Regions from separate parts of the Capra hircus genome. Here region 2 is linked to region 1. The links are chromatin contacts, called in public Hi-C maps. All regions are on one chromosome and are shown on one strand. Each heading gives the region's core, a stretch centred on a gene start, on an enhancer-like site or on the middle of the called end of the contact. The rest is flanking DNA. Distances are from core to core; before and after follow the strand shown.

What was found. A called contact is a pair of places that touch in the nucleus more often than the background predicts.
Region 2: a contact with region 1 is called in a Hi-C map of blood, with 4 times the contacts expected there. The contact joins two enhancer-like sites. A contact is called at or near these places in 2 of 5 Hi-C or Micro-C datasets (blood and liver).

What each region holds. Positions count from the first base shown.
Region 1 is chr10:85,758,806-85,762,558 of ARS1.2, reverse strand. The region is part of intron 2 of CORO2B (coronin-2B); the gene reads left to right. Among named protein-coding and RNA genes, the nearest start is that of CORO2B, 110 kb to the left of the region's middle. Within about 2 kb of position 1,903, at least 1 of the 5 cell types and tissues checked has an H3K27ac peak or open chromatin away from gene starts, as enhancers often do.
Region 2 is chr10:85,906,054-85,909,932 of ARS1.2, reverse strand. No RefSeq gene overlaps it. Among named protein-coding and RNA genes, the nearest start is that of CORO2B, 37 kb to the right of the region's middle. Within about 2 kb of position 1,557, at least 1 of the 5 cell types and tissues checked has an H3K27ac peak or open chromatin away from gene starts, as enhancers often do.

The sequences.
Region 1 (3,753 bases), core at 654-3,153:
TGCCTCCTGTCCTCCGGCTGGAGGACAAGGTCTCCTCCACCATCACATCAAGAACAGACCCCAATCCTCTGACTCCACTGGCCACAGGGTCTTTGCAACTAGACCTGAGGCTGGACCGGACCAGGGGCTTCCTTCCCCTCCCAAGCAGAGATCAGGTTCCATGAAAACCCTTGCCTCCTGGGGCCCAGTGAGGACCAAAGGCTTGCCCAGGGAGACTGAGCTCGGCCTTCGGAAACTGACAAGAGCCTCCACTTTGCACTCTGAGTGCCACTATCCCTTCCTGAGGCCGGTCATGCACTTGACACCCCCCAGGAGATGCTCAGCACCCATGCCGCTGCTCGTGGGTTAACCTCTCGCCACCCAGTCTGGGCAGACCATCAAGCCAGGCATGGCCGAGGGCTCCGCAGTGCAGAGTGTGGGTTCTGAAGGATCAGGAAGCCCAAATTTCTACACTGATGGAAGCCCTCTCTGCCCTCCCCCACACAGAGCCCCCAGAACGTGGCCATGGGGCCGCTGGACAACCTGAGTGTGCCAGGGATTGGCAGGTGGGGCAGCCAGGGCGAGGCTCAGAGGAGCGGCCCACACCGCCTCCCATGCGGAGCCTCCAGACACGCAAGTACCACTCACCTAGCCCCAGGCTTTCATGACTGCATCCCCCAGTGCTCAACCCAGGCCAGGCCTCCTGTCCCATTTATCTTTTGAGAATTAGAGTAGCCCCAAGTCAATGGAAAGATAATGGATCTGGCTAGAAGCCAGATGGCAGGCATAAACAGGGGGTGTGTTCCCCTCCCTGCCCCTCTGACAGCCCAACTCAGCTTGACAAGAGGAGCTGAAGAGCAGAGCCCTGCCCTGGCCCTCCAGGTGGGTGAGAGAGGGTGTGCACCTTCCTGGAAATGTCACCTGCTTCTCCCTGTCGCATTCATTCAATCAATATTTATCAGTAGAATCTACTGTGTGCCTGGCACTGTGCTAGGTGTTGTGGTTACAGCAGTGAGAAAAACACGTTGTCATGGAGCTGACATTCAGAGAAAGGATTCCATCTCTAGGCGGCCAGTGGCAAGCCCAGGGAGGGTCCTTGTCTCTGTCTGATGAGCGTCTGGGTGGAGGTTCAGCTTGTCACCATAGACAGAGCTGGAAGAACCCTGAGGTTTCAGTTCTGTTCACCAGTCACTTCTGGGCATGCGTGCTGGGTGGAACTGTGCTAGGCCTGGGCCATGAGGATGGGTTAGACACACACCCAGCCCTGGATGGTAGGGGGATGGAGCCATGAGACAGAGCACAGGGCAGCGGAGGGAGTGTCCGGGGCGGGGTTGCTGTGCAGAGCACAGGGGTAGAAGGGGAGTGCAGACCCTCATTTTGGAGATGATAATGATAACTGATATCGACTGAGTGCTTACTTAGTGCCAGGCACTGCGTGAGCATGCGTTTATTGTCACGAGGAAACTGAAGCCCAGGAGGAAGGAACTTGCTCAGTCACCATCAGTGAGAGCAGAGTCGAAACTGGACCCCAGAGCCTGAGAGCTTAAAGTGCTGCAGTAGGCTCCTTCTCCCACGAGCCCAGCCCCAACCCCTGAGGATCACCAGCCTTCACAGATTCAGCCAGGAGAAGGCTTGGAGAGGGAGGGCATCTAAGGACCGGGCTGCTCGCTCACTATTTAAAGGGAGTTTTCCAGGCCACTGAGGTCCCAGGGCCATTGCCTTGGAGGTGGTGCATCCCTTTCTCTGGTCTCTTAGATGTCCCTGATGGAGCAAGGCTGAGGGGCTGAGCCAGAGGTCCGCTGCTCTGCCGTGCATTTCACAGCTTCCAGGGGCCTGCGGCAGCCCAGGGCTGAGCCTTGGCAGTGTCTGAGCACGGGAGATGGCAGGCATTGGGCCTCCCTCTGCACAGTCGGCAGGCTCTTGGTGGACGGTGGGCTCACTCAGTGGATAAGGCGGAGGAGTGGTCCAGCCTGGGGGAGGTGGATGCCTCTCCCGCTGCTGACAGAAGCAGCGCCCGTGCAACTGCCAGCATGAGGCTGGGGAGTCGCTCCATCTCGAGTACAGACCTGACCTTGTGCTTGTAGCCAGAGGGCATAAGAAGCATGCCTCTCGTGTCTTAGGTTTCACTTTTGTCCCACACTCTGTTGAGAAACCTCCATGATTATCTCATCTAAGATGATGGTACTGATAATCTCCAACAACCATGAAACAGAGCAAACACAAGGCAGTACTAAGTGAAGGGGCAGGGCAGCATCATGGCTAAGCCCAGAGCACCGCAGAAGGCTCCACACCATGTGAATTGGAGTCCCTTGAGTTGTGCAGTGCACAACCCATGCAACTGTACAGGGGACCCGATGAGGCCCAAAGTTTATGGCATCATTAATTCATTCAATGAAAATTTACTGAGAGCCTGCCATCAGTCAGGCACAATTCCAGACACTGGATTTACAGCAGAGAACTAGACCAAGCACTGCCGCTCAGGTAGATTACATTCTAACTCAGAAGTCACACAGACTGAGGCTTGAGTCCTGGCCTTACACTGTGTTAACTAATTTCACTGAGCTTCAGCTTCCTCCTCTGTAAAATGGACACAATGATATGTGCTTTATACAGTTATCTTGGTAAATAATTGAAATAACATTTGGTTTCAGGCCTGCCCTGTCGAAGGCCCTCAGTGATCACCAGTATTATCACAAGTGGTGAGTTATGGGGAGAGCTGTGAAGCTAAGGGGAAGGATGGCTAAGGCTTGCATAGGTCCAGAGGCCCAGCCTGGGAAGGACATGTGTTATGAGGAAGGTGGGGAGGGGGAGTGAGGCTGTCACGGGCCAGTGAGGAGCACCCTGTTTGGGGACCGTATTTTCCCAACTCAAGGGTTAGGACACATATGACCTGGCAAAGAAGTTCTGTGTTTCTACTAGATGTGAGAAGCAGTCTGAGAAAAAAAACATGTGGTCATCAAAATACTGGGATGTAGGGAGATTGCAGTGTTTTATAAAGACCTGAGATACAATATTTAAAATTGAGAAGTATGACCCCCAGTAGTGTTGAAGAAACTGGTTGGTAAGTCAGTGGAGGGTGTGGAACAGGGTGTGTGAGTCCCTCAAGGGCCAGGCAGATGAACTGGATCTAATCAAGGTAGGGACAAGGGCGCTGACTCAGTCTGGATCCCTAGCTGGCCATAAAAGTCGCCTTTGATCTTCCTGAGCAAAAGAGGGTTGGGGGCCTTCATAGATCCAAGGGGCTGGGTGCTGGCAAATGGAACTGGAACACAAGTGAGCACCAAGTTAAATCAGAGCTTGGCCACCCGGGGCGGAAGGTCTGATTGGCCAAGCCCAGCTACATGTCCCTGCTTGCCAGCAGGGGACCCCAGGTGGGAGGAGCCCTGTTTCAGCTCTCACAATGGGAGCTGAGGCACCGTGTCTCATCAATGCAGCCCACAGCAGGAGCGTCCCCCAGATCAGGAGGGAAGCTTGGATGCCAAACTACCACATTCATACAAATGGTTACAACCATGGAAAGTTCTGGAGGAGCTGCACAGTGCAAATCATTATATTAATAGAATGCCGATGTCACAGTGGGGTTTGGGAAAAGGCTGGCATGAAGGAGAGCAGCTGGGAGAGTATGAGTGCCTGGAGGTGGGAGGCAGGGTGGGCCTGGAGAGGAAGGGGCGGATGTGAAGGTATTTGTGAGGATTAACTTACCCGAGGCCTCTGGGAATCTCCCGTGAATGCGGAGAGGTACCCAGGGGTCTCAGAGGCTTAGCAGACAGCTGT
Region 2 (3,879 bases), core at 308-2,807, 150 kb before region 1:
TGTAGACAGCTAACTGTAGAGGGTGGTGGTTGAGAGCGGAGGCACCGTCACCAGGCTGCACACCCTGGCTCTCCTTCCCCTGAGCGAGTGGCTGTATCACTGCGTGGCTCAGTTTGCCCATCTTGAAAAAGGAGATAAAGATGGTGCCTCCCTCAGAGGGTTACCGGGAGGAGCAACTGGGAGACAGCGTGTAACAATACGCAGTGTGTCTGTCCACTGACCCACCCACTCGGCACCTGTGTACTGAGCCCCTCAGTTTCGCTGGGCTCTGAGTTAGTTGCTGCGGACACACAGCAGCAGAGGACTCAGTCCCCGCCCTACAGCAGGAACAGAGACTGACCCTCTGCCTGGAGGACAGTACCTGAGCGGGTGGCCCGGGTGAGAGCATCACACCCCAGCGTGACCCTAAACTCCTGGAGGATGACGTGGTAGCATCTACGTGCTCCCTCTGGTGCCTGGCACCCGGCCCTCACTGCAGTTGTTGAGCAGTGGAGTCAGCGATGAGTACTCACCTTTGCGTTGTCAACTTAAAAAAAGTGCACAACATGACGTTGTGAGTTAAGTTTTATTGGGGGCAATATGAGGACTGCAGCCCAGGAGATAGCACCTCAGATAGTTCTGAGAAACGGTTCCAAAGAGGTGAGGGGAGAAGATAGCATGTCTGTGATTTTGGTAAAGGGACAGTGCGTGCAATCAAGCACATTTTTTTATAGAAAGTTTCTGCTGGTCTCATGAAGCTTCTGCTAGTCACGAGAAACAATCATCACCAAGAAGGATTTTAGTGCTTTTCTAGATATGAGGAGATACAAGAACTGGGCTCATAAAATCAGCTCCTGAGAAGATCTAACTATCTGAAGACCTGTCCTGCCAGTTTCCTGGAGCACAGAGTGCCCCATCTCTACTCTCCACCCTGATCTCCTTCAGGGTTGCTGGAGGTCAGCAGCTGCGGCAGCACATGATTTAATCCTTGCAGAGGTTAGTAGCAGACACTCATGGCAAGTGCCAATTTGTGATTGACACTGTGTCTCATTTTCTGCATCTGTGAAACGGTCGAAGTATTTCCTTTTTTGTGGGGCTGTGAGGATTGAAGGAATTATGATAAATAAAATCATGATGCCCGGCACACGTGGAGGGCTCAATCGATGAGGAAAGTATCAAAAAATGAAGACCCTACCTCTGAACCTTCGTGAATTTGCCCCCAACTTTTCAAGCTGGGGGCTTAGTTCACTTATTTTCACTGGATTGATATATAAAGGCCTTTGCTGCTATAAATGTTAGGTCTGGGGTTTATGTGACTCCAAACTGTGTGGCCTTCCTACTGCCCCCACCCCAGTCGCTGCCAAATATGAGGTAGTCAGCTCAATCCTGTGAATTGAATCATGAATTAAATTGCATCGCCTGTGTGGGTGTGGCCACTGCCCACATTTTAAAGTTGGTGAGATAAAGGATGGGGTTTCCCCACTGGCCTCTCCCACCAGCCCCAAACGCCCCGAGGCTGAGGCCCTGTGCCCCTCCCTGGCATCCTCCAGTCTGGAGCCCAGCCTGGAACAGGGCGGGAGGGGGCCGAACCCTGGGGTGGGGGGCAGAGCGGCAGCCAGGGCGGTGCTTGAAGGAGCCAGAGGGGTTTCCTCTTCCTTCAGTTCTGGTAGAGACATTCCTTTTTTGAGAGAGAGAAATCCTATTGTCCAGGCCAGGAGGGTAAAGAGCCAGGCTAAACAGGCCGTCTGGGAGGCTGTGGGCACTGGGGGAAGGCGGCAGGAGCTGGGGCCGCCTCCTGAGCTCAGTCCTGCTGTCCCTAGCTCCCTGGAGACCGCTGGGCCAACACCCGGGAAGCCTGTCAGGGTCAGCGGCCGCCCAGAGACTTGGTGCTTCCTCCAGAAAGGTCCCATTTCCTCAGCACGGGGCCTCCTAAACGCCCAGACCTCACCTCACCCTGCTGTCCCTCTCTTGCCAGCCCGTCTCACTCATTTTCCAGAGCAAAATCCCGACCCAAGCAGTGCTGGCCACCCTCAGTTCTCCAGGCGAAAAATGGGCTCGAGGCCCTTTTCCGAATATAGAATCACTCTCTGCTGATGGTCCCGTATATTCCGCTGCGCCCCCTCCCTGTCTCCTGCCTGGAGGGTGACCAGACAAGGGACTGTAGCGTTAGTCTTGCCAATGAAGAAATCCACCTGGAGATAAGGAGTGACCTTCTCCTAGACTTCCCTAAACTCCAGGAAGATTCTGTCATCTAGTTGCAATGTGTGTGTGCGTGTTTAGAGCAAGTTTCTGTAAATCAAGTCGTGACTCATTTACCCCAAGTGACAATGACAGTCATTAATATATTTCCAGAATTATTTTAGTGAATAAAAGAAACAAAACACCTCAGGTAAAGTCCCTTATCTCCTTCTTCTCCCCTTCCTTTCCCCAAAGGCAACTACCACAATATATTTGGTGTTTATCCTTCTAATCAACTTAAAATGCAGACATATGTTCCATCAATTTGATTATCATTTTTAATCTACATCAGTTCAGTTCAGTCACTCAGTCATGTCCGACTCTTTGCAACCCCATGGACTGCAGCACACCAGGCCTCCTTGTCCATCACCAACCCCTGGAGTTTACTCAAACTCATGTCCGTTGAGTCGGTGAAGACATCCAACCATCTCATCCTCTGTCATCCCCTTCTCCTCCCGCCTTCAATCTTTCCCAGCGTCGGGGTCATTTAAAATGAAGCAGTTCTTTGTGTCAGGTGGCCAAAGTATCGGAGTTTCAGCTTCAACATCAGTCCTTCCAATAAATATTCAGGACTGATTTTCTTTAGGATCCACTGGTTGGATCTCCTTGCTGTCCAAGGGACTCTCAAGAGTCTTCTCCAACATCACAGTTCAAAAGTACCTATTCTTCAGTGTTCAGCTTTCTTTATAGTCCAACTCTCACATCCATACATGACCACTGGAAAAACCATAGCCTTGACTAGATGGATCCTTGCTGGCAAAGCAATATCTCTGCTTTTTAATAAGCTGTCTAGATTGGTCATAACTTTTCTTCCAAGGAGGAAGCATCTTTTAATTTCATGGCTGCAGTCACCATCTGCAGTCATTTTGGAGCCAAAAAAATAAAGTCTCTCACTGTGTCCACTGTTTCCCCATCTATTTCCCATGAAGTGATGGGACCGGATGCCATGATCTTCGTTTTCTGAATGTTGAGCTTTAGGCCAACTTTTTCACTCTCCTCTTTTACTTTCATCAAGAGGCTTTTTAGCTCCTCTTCACTTTCTGCCATAAGGGTGGTGTCATCTGCATATCTGAGGTTATTGACATTTCTCCCGGCAATCTTGATTCCAACTTGTGCTTCATCCAGCCCAGCGTATCTCATGATGTACTCTGCATATAAGTTAAATAAGCAGGGTGACAATATACAACCTTGATGTACTCCTTTTCCGATATGGAACAAGTCTATTGTTCCATGTCCAGTTCCAACTGATGCTTCTTGACCTGCATTCAGATTTCTCAGGAGATAGGTCAGGTGGTCTGGTAATCCCATCTCTTTAAGAATTTTCCAGTTTGTTGTGATCTACACAGTCAAAGGCTTTGGCATAGTCAATAAAGCAGAAGTAGATGTTTTTCTGGAATTCTCTTGCTTTCTCGATGATCCAACAGATGTTGGCAATTTGATCTCTGGTTCCTCTGCCTTTTCTAAATCCAGCTGGAACATCTGGAAGTTCAGGGTTCATGTACTGTTGAAGCCTGGCTTGGAGAATGTTGAGAATTTGGAGAATTTTTAATCTACATAGCATCTCTCTAAATATTTCATTCTGTCACTTTTTTTAACAGTGTGATATTTAGATCAGTCTTTGTGGATATATAAATCTAGTTCTTTTAATGTCAGTACACTATT